Regions from separate parts of the Sus scrofa genome. Here region 2 is linked to region 1. Evidence: chromatin contacts called from public Hi-C data. All regions are on one chromosome and are shown on one strand. Each heading gives the region's core, a stretch centred on a gene start, on an enhancer-like site or on the middle of the called end of the contact. The rest is flanking DNA. Distances are from core to core; before and after follow the strand shown. Region 1 holds the start of SPAG5 (sperm associated antigen 5). Region 2 holds the start of KIAA0100 (protein KIAA0100 homolog).

Region 1 (6,789 bases), core at 1,096-3,595:
ATATCCCTCCTGATTTGCTGCTGGAAGCACCATCTCCCTTTGGCTACTCACCTGGCATCTGACATACCAGCAAGGACTAAGCATTCCAAGTCACACTTCCTATAATACAAGCATTTACTAATTTACTACCAGAACTTGAGAGTTTTCTATCTTGTTTTTACTGCCATTTTCACCCTTATTTTATTTGCTGGATTTTTTTTTTTTTTTTATCTTTTTGACTTTTTTAGGGCCGCATCCACAGCATATGGAGGTTCCCAGGCTAAGGGTATAATCAGAACTGTAGCCGCCGGCCTACACCACAGCCACTGAACCTGCAACCTCATGGTTACTAGTCGGGTTCGTTAACCACCGAGCCACAACGGGAACGCCTGCTGGATCTTTTGATTGACCAGAAGTACACATACCATGGGATTCCCTCTGCTGAGTTTTTCAGAATCCCAGGCTCAAGTTTGTGTTTTTTGCTTTCTTCGTTTTTTGTTTTGGCCACCCCTGGCATATGGAGTTCCTGGGCCAGGGATTAGATTGAGCCACAGTTTTGACCTATGCCACAGCTGCAGCAACACTGGATCTTTACGCTGTGCTGGGCTGGGGATCAAACCTGTGACCCAGTGCTCCAAAGAGGCTGCCAATCCCGTTGCTCCACAGTGGGAACTCCATCATCATGTTTGTGTTCCTATGTTGTCTTTTTCTCAGTTTTCCATTCAAATAACTGCTATCTACTGCCTTTGGGCTGGACTATCATATTTCTGGAGCAGTGTTGTCCAATAGAAATAATGTAAGCATCCTAAGTAAAACCTGCTAGTAGTCACATTAAAAATTAGGTAAAAAGAAACATATTAATTTTAATGTATTTTATTTACCCCAATATATTTAAAATATCATTTCAACATGCAATCAGTATTTTAAAATATTTTACTTTTTTTTTCATACAAAGTCTTCAAAATCCAGTTTGTATCTTATACCTATAACACATCCCAATTTGACTAGCCACATTTGAAGTGCTCACTTAGCCACATGTGGCTAGTGGCTAAGGTATTAGACAACACAGTTCTAGAGAAGCCCATCCCCTGAAAGCCCTGCAGTCCAAAGCATTGTAGTTTTTCTTTTCTGGGTTATTGCCTTTTCCAAATTCATGACTTCAGAGTGTAAATAAGGTGCCATGAGTGTTCAAAGGAACATACTTTACCACAAACTATAACTGAATACTTACTTTTAGGCTGTTTCCAAACATCTACCTCACCTCCAGTAGCTTATTTCCCATATGGGGGAATTCGAGCTGACTGTAGAATGTAGTAGTCCGTAGTGTGGGTTCCAATTTTGACTCTGCCATTTACTACCTGTGGAGCATTGGGCAAATGACATTATCTGTGAGTCAGTTTCCACCTCTGCTAAATGGAGATATTTACGGTAACTACTTCATAAGCCTTTATGGGGAGTTAAGATATAAAAGGCATTTGTCCAGAGCTCCAGTCCTGGCTCAGCCTTAACGAACCCAAACAGTATCCATGAGGACACAGGTTCTATCCCTGGGTTCAGGATCTGGCATTGTCATAGCTGTGGTGTAGGTTGCAGACGCCACTCGGATCCTGCATGGCTGTGGCTGTGGTGTATAGGCTGGCAGCTGTAGCTCCGATTTGACCCCTAGCTTGGGAACCTCCATATGCCACCGAACTTGCATATGCAGCGAATGCGGCCCTAAAACCAAAAAAAGCAAACAAAAAATAAAAGGCGTTTGGAAGAGTAGCAGGTGTCTAATAAATGTTCAATACCTGCGAGCTATCATTGTTCCAGTCAACTTGTTGCGGGCCCTGAGTTAAGTCCCAAGAAAACACCAGAAATTCTGAAGAGGTTAAATGACAGCGTTGGCTGAGAACCACGTCTCAGGCCATCACGGACTCAGGGCCTATGTGCGGACGCCACTGCCTCAGTGAAAAAGACTCCACTCACCTTCCCTTCTAGACCCCAGGCCGGTCCCTGCCGGTGGAGACTGAGGTAACTGAGGTAAAGCTGAGGAGAGACTTCCCAAGGCCAGGCCACGGAGACAACTTTTCGGACAGGGTGTGAGGGTGGCCTACTGGAAGAAGAGGGATGGAGTCTTTGACTGGCCAGCTACCTCGGTACCCTCCTTCCAGCGAGGCCGAAAGATCTACCCAGCGCCTGACGTGCCTCGCTCCTACTGCCCGCGTCTGGACTTGGGGGCTCCGCCCACAGAGTGCGCGAGCTCGGAGAGCCGGTGGGGCGGGGCCAATGCAGACCCCGCCCCCGCACTCTGGGCTCGAGCTTGGAGCGGGCGCGTCCGCCTGACGCACTGAGGCCTCGCAGCCAATCGGGAAGCGCAGAGCAGGTTCAAATAAAGACGGCGGGTGATCATGGCGTCGCCTCTTGCCTCTTAGAGGTAATTGCCCTGCGTTTTGTGTTGAAGATGTGGCGGGTGAAAAAATTGAGCCTTAGCCTATCGCCTTCGCCCCAACCGGTAAGCAGGAGGGCATCATGGACAGAGAGAGCTGGGCTGGGGTTTCGGGGCGGGGGCGGCGGCGCTGGCAGTGCCAAGCGTCTTGGAAACCTGGTCGAGCCTGGAGGCTGGGGTAGGGGGGCGTGAGTCTTCTGCTGGTCCTGATGTTGAAGATTGAGGTTGGAGTCTACTCTTACTGCCGGTGAGCTTCTTGGGGAGGGAAGAGAACTTCTTAGGGCGGGCTGATAGCACCCAGGCTTTCTCACATTCTCTCTTCTTTCTTAGGGAAAACCAGCTATGAGAACGCCTCTCCGAGAACTTACGTTGCAGCCGGGTGCCCTCACCAGTTCTGAAAAAGGGCCCCCGATAGGCCACTCGCCGACCCCGTCGCTGTGCAAGCTGGGGCTGCAGGTGAGATTCCCCTGGACAGCTTCTCGACTGGGCTCATTGCCGAGGCCGAGAGCTCAGAGGAACAGAGGACCAGGGCTGGAACGTAATTAACAATGATAATGAAGTTTTCTACCTCGGTGACATCCATTTACAGCTATTCAGGCCAACAGAGAGGTGCCCTAGGGTGGTTAAAGGAAATCCACTGAGAACCCTCACCTCTATTTAGCTGTTCGTTTTTACCACCCTCCTCCCCCTGTTCAGTCTTTACCAAAATGATTGTATGAGAAATACAGTCACTTTGATTAGTGGTCTCCCTCCTATAGGGACTCACTTATGGAGAAGTCAGTCGGTTGCAAGGATGAGGCAGTGTCCATTCATTCTAAGAGGTGTCAAAACTCCCCTGGGATCAGGTTTCACCACTGGAAGGCAGGGTACTCGGACTGTCCTAGTTTAAACTAGCCCCTTGTAGAATTGCCCTCACTGAGTGGCACTTTTATGAAAGGTCTTGAGAGATATAGCCATGTAGAAAATGCTTTTCAGTTTAAATAATGAGGATTGACTGTATACATTTTTCTGCATGTTGCATTTCTCATTTAACAATGTGGTTTAAATCCATGTCAACTGATGTAGAACTAATTCGTAAGATACTGTGTAGAAATAGCATGGAAAAAAGTGAATGTGTGTATGTGTGGCAGGGTCACTTGGCTGTACAGCAGAGATTGAAGGAACATTGTAAATCAACTGTACTTCAATAAAAAAGATACTATGATATGCATGAATTATAATTTATTCATAAATAGTCATTTATGTTTCCAATTTTTTTTGCTTCTGCAAACAATGCTAACATAATTATCTTTGTGTTGATATATTTATTTATTTTTGTTGTTTTGTTTTCCTTTTTTAAATAAATTTTTAACTGTTTTACAATGTTCTGTCAATTTCTGCTGCATAGCAAAGTGACCCAGCTATATATCCATATAATTGTTTTTTTCACATTATCCTCTATCATGTTCCATCACAAGTGATCAGATGTAGTTCCCTGTGCTATACAGCAGAATCTCCTTGCATATTGAATTTTTTTATTTCAATAAGATACAATTTCAGGAGTAGGATTATTGACTTCAAGGAAAGATATATGTATATACTTTTTGGCCAAGCCCAGGGCATGCAGAAGTTCCCAGGCCAGGGATCAAACCCACACCACAGCAGTGGCAACACTGGATCCTTAACCCCTAGGTCACCAGGGAACTCTGAAGGAAAGATATTTTAAATTTTAATAATTTTTTTCAGATTGCTGTCTAAAAGAGCTTGTACAGGAGTTTGCTGGTGGCTCTGTGGGTTAAGTATCTGGTATTCTCATTGCTGTAGTTCAGGTCACTGCTGTGGCATGGGTTCAGTCCCTGACTTGGGAACTTCTGCATGCCATTGGCACAGGCAAAAAAATAATATATATTTTGTATATACACGCACACAGGTATACACACACGTATATACACACATAGCTATTATAATTTATATTTTCTCCAGCATTACATGAAGATATCCATTTTCCCACATCACCTCTTACAGAAGTTGTTAGAGAGCTTTAAAATTTTAGCCAGTCTGATGTAGTATCTCATTAATTTGCATTTTTCTACTAGTGAGTATATCTCTTATATGCGTGTTGGTTATTTGGATTTTCTCTTTTGTGAAATGCTTATTTACCTTATTTGTTCATCTTTCTATTGGGTTATAACTCTCTTTTTTTTTTTTGGCCTTGCCCATGGCATTTGGAAGTTCCTAGGCCAGGAAACTTGGCCTGAACCCACGCCACAGCAGCAACCCAAGCTGCAGCAGTGACAATGCCTGGTCCTTAACCTGTTGAGCCATAGAGGAACTCCCTACTAGTCTATAATTTTCTTTTGATTTTTACCTTTAATCAGAGGTTATCTAGGAGGGGTTCTTAATTTCCAGATGCTTAAAAACCATTTTTTGTCACCTTTAAAAATTTATTTCTCGCATTATAATCAGACCGTAATGTATTGTTTTTGTAGCCAAGCATAGGATGATTTTTTTCTGAGTGTTCAATAAACATATGAAAAAAAAAGCATATTTACTATTCAAAGGGTGTCACATTCTATTATATACATCAACAGATAGTGAATTACTCTGTCTTTGCTGCATGTTTTTTAGTCTGCCAGATCTGTTTTGTGTTGTCCTTGTCTAATTTTGGTTGGCCTTTTAAAAGGAGTTAAGAAGTGTTCACTTGAATTTTTTGGAAGAGCTTGAGATAAATAAATATTAAATCTCCTTTAAATGTTTGGTAGAATTCAACCTGTGAAATGATCTTGGCCTTGACTTTTGTGTTTTGGAAAGCTTTTTCAATCTCCTTATTAGTGATTGGTCTAGTCAGATTTTCTATTCATGATTCAGCCTTAGAGGGGTGTATGATTCTAAGAATTTATCTATTTCTTCTAGGTTGTTCACTTTGTTGTTACATGGCTATTCATAGTGTTGAATTTTGAAAGAGATATATAAAAGTGATTTTTAAAAATTGTGGTAAGGAGTTCCCACTGTGGCGCAGTGGGATGAGTCTTGGGAGCACTGGGACACAGGTTCAATCCCTCATCCAGCACAGTGGGTTAGGGATCTGGCATAGCTGCAGCTATGGTTTAGGTAACAACTGCAGCTCATATCTGATCCCTGGCCCAGGAACTCCACATACATATTTGGTGGGGTGGGCAAAAAAGATTTAAAAAATATGGCAAACTACATGTGACGCAGTTCCCATTGTGGCTCAGTGGTTAAGGAATTTGACTAGGAACTGTGAGGTTGTGGGTTTGATCCCTGGCCTCGGTCAGTGGGTTAAGGATCCGGTGTTGCCGTGAGCTGTGGTGTAGGTCGCAGGCTTGGCTCGGATCTGTGTTGCTGTGGCTGTGGTGTAGGCTGGCGGCTACAGCTCTGATTAGACCCCTAGCCTGGGAACCTCCATATGCTGTGGGCATGGCCCTGAAAAAGACCAAAAAAAAAAAAAAAAGTACATGTAACATAAAATCTACCATCTTGACTTTTTTTTTCTTTTTTGGCCGCCCTGTGGCATGTGGAGTTCCTGGACCAGGGATCAAACCCAAGTGAGAGCTGCCACCTATGCCACAGTTATGGCAACGCCAGGTCCTTAACCCACTGTGCTGGACCAGGATCAAACTCGCATCCCTGCAACAAATACAGAGACACCATCAATCCCATTGTGCCACAATGGGAGCTCCATCAACAATTTTTTTTTTTTTAGCTGCACTTGTGGGATGAGAAAGTTTCTGGGCCAGGGATGGAACCTGTATCACAGCAGTGACCTGAGCCATGGCAGTGACAATGCTGGATCCTTAACCCACTGTGCCACAAGGGAATCCATCTTAACCATTTTTAAATGCATGGTTCAGTAGTGTTAAGTGTATTCACATTGTTGTCCAGCCATTCTCCAGAATTCTTCCCATCTTACAAAACTGAAACTATACCCATTAAACAACTTCCCATTCTCCCCTCCTCCAACCCCTGGCAGTCAGCTTTCTACTGTCTGTCTCTATGAATCTGACTACTCTAGGTACCTCATATAAGTGGAATCTTTTAGTATTTGTCCTTTTGTGACTGGCTTATTTCACTTAGCGTAATGCGTTTGAGATTCATGCACGTTGTAGCATGTGTCAAGTTTTCCTTCTTTTGGAGTTTCCCTCGTGGCACAGCAGAAATGAATCCGACTAGGAATCATGAGGTTGCAGGTTCAATCCTGGCCTCACTCAGTGGGTTAAGGATCTGGCCTTGTTGTGAGCTGTGGTGTAGGTCACAGATGCAGCTCGCATCTGGCATTGCTATGGCTGTGGTGTAGGCCGGCAGCTGTAGCTCTTGATTCGACCCCTAGCCTGGGAACCTCCATATGACGAAGGTGCGGCCCTAAAGAGACCAAAAATAAATAA
Region 2 (6,789 bases), core at 2,239-4,738, 45 kb before region 1:
TAGCCAATGAAATGTTTTACTTTGGATCTATTAATGTTCTTGAGAAAAAAGGGTAGAGGTAGAAAGAGGAACCAACATTTACTTGCTGCTATATACCAGGCACCATATTATAGATCTTACTTCGTTTAATCATAATAGGTATATTACTGGGTAGATACTATAGTTTTACCATTGCAGAAACAGAAAAGTTGAGTAACTGCCTGAATTCTTAAAGCTAGTAAATAATCCAAGAATAGGAATCTAGCTGTGTCTGGCGCATGTTCTTTTTCCTGCACTACAACTGTGTTTGGCTCTTGGGAGATAACTATTTTTGGAATAACGTAGGGGTATCTTTTTCTGAAAAGGTGGTTAGAAAGCTTTTTGTCCTTTGCTCACCTCATTTCTTCCCTTCCTTTGTCAGTTCCAGGAACTTTCTTCCCATGTCCTTCAAGGATGGTAGTGGTGAACAGAAGTGTCTGCCATCTGCTGGAATTTCAGTGACTAGCAGGCCTTTTTATTTTGTAGAAACGTCTGGATTTTATTTTTTTTTGTCTTTTTGCCATTTCTTGGGCCGCTCCCGCGGTATATGGAGGTTCCCAGGCTAGGGGTCAAATCGGAGCTGTAGCCACCGGCCTACGCGGGATCCGAGCCGTGTCTGCAACTACACCACAGCTCACGGCAACGCCGTGATCGTTAACCCACTGAGCAAGGGCAGGGACCGAACCCGCAACCTCATGGTTCCTAGTCGGATTCATTAATCACTGTGCCACGATGGGAACTCCTGGATTTTTTTTCTTTTTTTTGAGCCAAACCTGCGGCATATGGAAGTTTCCAGGCTAGGGGTCAAATTGGGGCTACAGTTCCTGGTCTGCGCCACAGCCACAGGAATGCGGGATCTGAGCTGTATCTGTGACCTACACCACAGCTCATGGCACTCCCGGATCCTTAGCCCACTGAGCAAGGCCAGGGATTGAACCCATGTCCTCATGTATACTAGTCAGGTTCGTTAACTGCTATGCCTCGAAGGGAACTACTGGACTTTTTTTTTTTTTTAATCCTTATTTGCTTTAGGGAGATAATGCTGAACATTTGGAGATACTGGATCGTGTCACACATGGCCCCATAACATTAAAGGACTTGCTCTCTCTTTTTTCTTTTTGCCACACCCATGACACGTGGAAGTTCCCAGGCCAGGGATCAAACCTGTACCACAGCAGCAACCCAGGGAGTTCTCACTGGGGCTCAGCAAAACGAATCTGACTAGTATCCAAGAGGACTCAGGTTCGATCCCTGGTCTTGCTCAGTGGGTTAAGGATCTGGTGTTGTGGCTGTGGTTAGGCTGGCAGCTGCAGCTCCAATTTGACCCCTAGCCTGGGAACTTAATGTGCCATGGGTGCAGCCCTAAAAAGCCACCCTCCCCCAAAACAAACCAGCAACTCAAGCTGCTTCAGGGACAATGCTGGATCCTTAACCTGCTAAGTCACTAGAGAACTCTTAAGACCCGCTCTCATTTACAAGAACGTGTCTTAGTAAGCTGAGGTCTCAAACTAGTTGAGCTCATTCTGCCCGCTTCCCCCTTATTCTACTTCGGTTGCATCGATCCCTTGAGATCACTCCAGAATGTAAACATAATGAAAGCAACATTTCATGCTAATGAGATAGTTGGGAGTTGGGTGGTAATAGCCTAGGGAGAAAGAAGGCAAGTGATAGAAACATCTGAGTAAAGAGAACAACTTGCACAACATGAATGACAGTAGGGAGATGTGTTGTAGTTACCCCTTCTAGCTTGGTCAGAGTTTTCACTAAGTTATTACATCTTCCCTGAAAGTTCACAGACAGCGTATATCTTGAGGCTGCAGATTACAAGGATGATCGTGGAACTATAGTTGAGAGTTAAGTATGAACTTGAAAAAAACAGTGGCAGAGCCCTTGGGGAAATGTGAAATGACCAATGAGAGGACTTGGTAAGGAAGGAAACCTGTTGGGAGGGTAAAAGCAACTCTGGGTAACCTAGGTGAAAGTTGAAATGGGGCTTTATCTGAAGGAGTGGGAAAGAAAGTCCCCAAGTGAAATCCTGAAGGAGTTTATGGAGATGAGGATGTCAGAGCAAAGGGATATGAGGTATTTATTTTTAAATCCTTAGAATTTCTTTAGCTTGTACTGTGTTAGCATCACTGCACTAGAGTTGGAAGGAACATTTGTCCTGTTGCATTTCACAGAGAAACAGGTAAAATAAAGTTGACTGAATTCTCTATTTCACATAATGATGTTTGCTTTCCAGATAAATTGTTCCCAAAGGGCAAGAACATATATAGATAGTTCTTAGATAGTTCTTGTGGAAGATATGTACAATATGTACACACACACACACACACAAGCTTTTTTTTTTTTTTTTTTTTTTTGGTCTTACCTGCAGCAGGAGGAAATTCCTGGGTCAGGGATCAAACCCACGCCACAGCAATGACCTGGGCAGCTACAGTGACAATACCAGATCCTTAACCCACCGTGCCACAGAGGAATTCCAAGTACAATATTCTTTACTTTTTTTTTTGTCTTTTTGTTATTTCTTTGGGCCGCTTCCGCGGCATATGGAGGTTCCCAGGCTAGGGGTCGAATTGGAGCTGTAGCCACCAGCCTACGCCAGAGCCACAGCAACACGGGATCCGAGCCGCGTCTGCGACCTACACTACAGCTCACGGCAACGCCGTGATCGTTAACCCACTGAGCAAGGCAGGGACCGAACCCACAACCTCATGGTTCCTAGTCGGATTCGTTAACCACTGCGCCACGACGGGAACTCCTATTCTTTACTTCTGTAATACCACTCCAGCGCAGTGCTTTGACTGCTGTTGACAGTAGAAAACTGAAAACTGCAAGGAAAGGTCCAGAATGGTGCTGCCCACACAGCAGCACAATACATATTAACTAGAACATTTGAACAGTAAATGAGTTAAAAATTCATTCTGTTGTGAATGGAATGAGGTGGGACTTTTGAGGCCTTTTAATTACCCCTTGGTTTCCTCAATGATGTTCGGATAAGGCTCTGGAATAAGACAGGATAAGTACTTCGTATGACCCAGGGGTATAACTGGGGCATTAGCCTCAGTCCAGGCCCTAAGTGGCCACGCAGACTCTATACAACTACTCTGGGAAACGCTTTGAGAGAGGATCTCCCCGCAGTGAAGCGATCCATCCGGGTCCTCTGACATCCTGGGAGCGAGCCTAGGCCCGGGCGAGCCTAGGCCCTGGCGAGTAAACCCGGTTCCGCTTTTCCGGGTCCAGAAGGGTGCGCCTGAGGCGGGGCCTGTGTGTCAATCGGCTTGAGGGCCGCTCCCAGTGCGCTCCTTCCGGAGCCACGCCTACACTTCGCGCTAGCAGCCGGTTGGCCCCACTGGATCGCGGGCGCCGGGCGGGCGGGGCCGAAAGACAGCTGGCAGGCTGGCTGGCTGCGGGAGGGGGCGGGGCGCACTCGCGCCAACGCTTCCTCCCCCCGCGCTGTCCCTGCGCTTGTTGCTGGTCGGCCCGTGGCGGCCCAGCTTGGAGCCGGCGGGGGCTGCCCCGGCAGGGCGGGGGCCAGAGCCGGGCCGGGCCGGGGCCGGAATGCCCCTGTTCTTCTCCGCGCTCTTGGCCTTGCTGTTGGTTGCGCTCATCGCCCTCTTCCTAGGCCGGTGAGGGGATCCCAGCTACAGCGGGGGAGGGGACAGTGGGAAGGGAAGGAAGAGAGGCTGAGGAGGGGGCGCGCGCAGGAAAGAAGCGGGCGGGAGGGGGAAGGGGCTAGAGGTGGGGAGATGGAGAGGGGGAGGGGCCGAGGAGGGGGCTAGCGACTAGGAAAGGGATCGAGCGGGGGCGTACGACCGGAGCTGTCTCGGAAGAACCGGGAGTGGGGGGGAGAACAAGCAAGCGGACGAGGCCTGAGGAGATGCTACGATTGGGAGGAGGATGGAGGTGTGAGTGAGGACGGGGCTCGGCTTTTCTTTTTCCATTCACTCGCCTCTGAACGTCCTCTTCCGCGAGCGCGAAGGGCACCTGCAACCTGCCCTGGGGAGCAGGAACAGGTCTGGCTGCCCAGGGAGAGCGGCATTTGAGTCGGCTGGGTGTGACCCCACAGTGCCTTCTCGCGGACACCTGTCTGGAAGGCGAAGGAGACCCTTTGGGGTGATGTGATGGGCACATCTGGCAGGGGTGCTTGTCCTTCGACTTCTCTTGGGAGTCTTCTCTCTATCTCTGGGGTTCCTAAGGATTTGAGGGATTGCTTTCTTTGTCTCCAACTTAGAAGGTGCAGTTTAGTTCGTCTGATTTCATCTGGGTGGAGGGGACACTCCAGGGCTGGGGTCCTGATCTGCGCGGATGAATGTATATGACAGAATGGTGTTTTGGAAGACAGGAGAGCTGCCCAGAAGATTCAGCTACAAATCATGGTCCTTTGGAAGGTGTTCTAGGGCCAGCAGGGGGTGAGGGAGGCCATAATTGGGAGAGGGTCCTATGAACTCATAAGGATTTTTCTGCAGGTGGCTTGTGGTCCGGTTGGCCACCAGTTGGTGTCAGCGGAAGCTGAAGGCGGAACTAAAGATTGGCTCCTTTTTTTGGATACAGAATGTTAGTCTTAAATTTCAGCAGCACCAGCAAACAGTGGTGAGAGTCCTGGGAAACTCCCTGGGTAGTATGTGGGGTTGATCCAAATGAATTTCAACTTTTGATTTCCTTTTTTAAGAATTGTAGTGGCTCTCTCTCCTAGTTAACGCAGCCTTGCACCCCTTTGCCAAGATGATCTTAGAGCTAGTTTGGGAATACTGGAATTGATGCAAGTGGTTCTGTTAAAAATGCTTATAAGGCGCAGAGTGTCGAGGGCATGTAAGAAAGATAACAGAAGCACAGAACAAAGATAATGGGAAGTAGAAGAGCTTAATTTAAGAGTGGAAACAGGGCAGCATATTCGTAAAAGAGAAATACTAAGCAAGTTCAGTCCATGTCATTGTGAGGAACAGGCTATCACACTGAGGAGAGAAGCTGGTAGAAATAGTAATGGAGAGTATTTAGTGGAGAGCTATTGCACTTCCTCCTGTTCTTAAAACATTTCCTCGAGTTCCTGCTGTGGCTCAACAGAAATGAATCTGACTAGGAACCATGAGGTGGTGGGTTTGATCCCTGGCCTCGCTCAGTGAGTTAAGGATCTGGCATTGCCGTGAGCCGTGGTGTAGCTTGCAGACGCAGCTCGGATCTGACGTGGCTGTGGCTGTGGTGTAGGCCGGCAGCTGTAGCTCCAATTCGACCCCCTAGCCTGGGAACCTCCATATGCCGCAGGGGCAGCCCTAAAAAGAAAAGAAAAAAAAATTCCTATCTTGAAAAGTAGGAAATTTGGCTGCTCTTGGCTTACCCAGCAGTTAGTGTACAAAGCTTTCTCCCTTGCTGTTTTAGGAAATTGATAGTCTACGGATTTCCAGCAAACTCCTTAGCCATGATCTGCCGTGAGTAGCCTATCACCTCATGCTCCTTTGGAGAATATTTTGGGATTGAGGTTTGCAGAACGAGATTGTTTCAGAGAGGTCTTACAGCCCAAGGAGGGTAGTGGGTTCTTGGTTATTCTCTGGGTTAGCCTGGAAGCTATTGTTTTATGGGAAAGATATTGAAAGCTACTGTAAGACTATTTATTGTCCATGATTTGAGCTACATTTTTAGGGGGGATGGGAAAGTGAATGTGAGGGAGGGAAGACACTGCTGTGGAAGGGATGGATCTGATGGCAGTGAGGCATCTCTTCTGGGCAGACACTATGTGGCCTTGTGCTTTGGAGAAGTGCGTATCAGAACGGACCTCCAGAAGGTTTCTGGCCTGTTTGCCCCATTCTCCCAGAATGCTGGGGTACACCAAAAGGAGCTGTCCTTCAGCCCATCCTTACTGAAGATCTTTTGCCAGGTGAGACTACTTTCCCACTTTCCTGGACTGAAGTAGAGGTGGTTGGCTTTGAAGTCGTAGGTGGATTTTTCTCCTGTATTTTCTACTGTGAGAGCTGCTTCCTAACTCTTTTTCCACTGTAAAAGAAGAGCATTGCCTTGACTGTTAATTATTTTTTGTGTTTGCATCTTCCTTCCAGCTATTTTCCATTCATGTAGATTCTGTAAACATCATGGTTCTCAAGGTGGCCACTTCTGAGTCATTGTGGCACATTCAGATCAGAGATTGCAGCTTTCTTTTGGATAGTGATGGGAAGAGGTAAGTATGGGTAGAAGGGTAGAAGAAAGTTTGGTATTTGCCTTATAGTTGTTTCAGGGTGGGTAGATGTCAGAGCGAGATTTTTTGGGTTTTTTTGTTTGCCCCCCCTCATTTTTTTTGGCCACACCTGTAGCTTATGGAAGCTCCCAAGCCAGGGAATTGAGTGCAGACTGCAGCTGCAACTTATGCTGCAACTGCAGCAACACTGGATCCTTAACTCAGTGTGCGGGGCCAGAATCAGACCCACCGTGCTACAGAGACAACGCTGGATCCTTAACCTGCTGTACCACAGCAGGAACTCCAGGGCTTTCTTACCAAGGCATCAAGTTCTCATTTTGTGTAATTTGAGGAGAAATTAAGATTAGGCATTTCTGCTTGCCTTGTGCCCTCCAGCCAACAAACCTTGATTGAAGGTAAAGGGTGAGAAGAGGGACCAAGTGCTCTTAATTTTTTTCCTTTCCCAGGCTGAAATGTGGGGTGAGCCTAAGTCAGATCAACAGCAAAGTTCTAAAGAGTGGCCAGTTGGTGAGTATGCCATGGTCATTCAGATGTCTTCTTTTCTAATGGGCATAAGAAATGAAGGAGCTTAGGGCTTCCATTCT

What was found. Hi-C and Micro-C count contacts between places; a contact is called where the count stands out from the background.
Region 2: a contact with region 1 is called in a Hi-C map of skeletal muscle, with 8 times the contacts expected there. The contact joins the promoter of KIAA0100 here to the promoter of SPAG5 in region 1. A contact is called at or near these places in 5 of 47 Hi-C or Micro-C datasets (embryonic fibroblasts, epiblast stem cells, heart right ventricle and 2 more).

What each region holds. Positions count from the first base shown.
Region 1 is chr12:44,844,083-44,850,871 of Sscrofa11.1, reverse strand. It overlaps SPAG5 (sperm associated antigen 5), which reads left to right and starts at 2,345. Exons shown (of 26, transcript NM_001159311.1): 1 at 2,345-2,473; 2 at 2,738-2,863. The coding sequence starts at 2,423. LOC102158363 (a long non-coding RNA gene) reads right to left here and starts at 2,230. Exons shown (of 4, transcript XR_299253.3): 1 at 1,948-2,230; 2 at 1,211-1,337.
Region 2 is chr12:44,890,167-44,896,955 of Sscrofa11.1, reverse strand. KIAA0100 (protein KIAA0100 homolog) reads left to right here and starts at 3,488. Exons shown (of 43, transcript XM_003131765.5): 1 at 3,488-3,647; 2 at 4,488-4,611; 3 at 5,395-5,444; 4 at 5,743-5,890; 5 at 6,069-6,187; 6 at 6,652-6,712. The coding sequence starts at 3,580. It overlaps SDF2 (stromal cell-derived factor 2), which reads left to right. Exons shown (of 3, transcript XM_003358183.4): 3 at 1-19.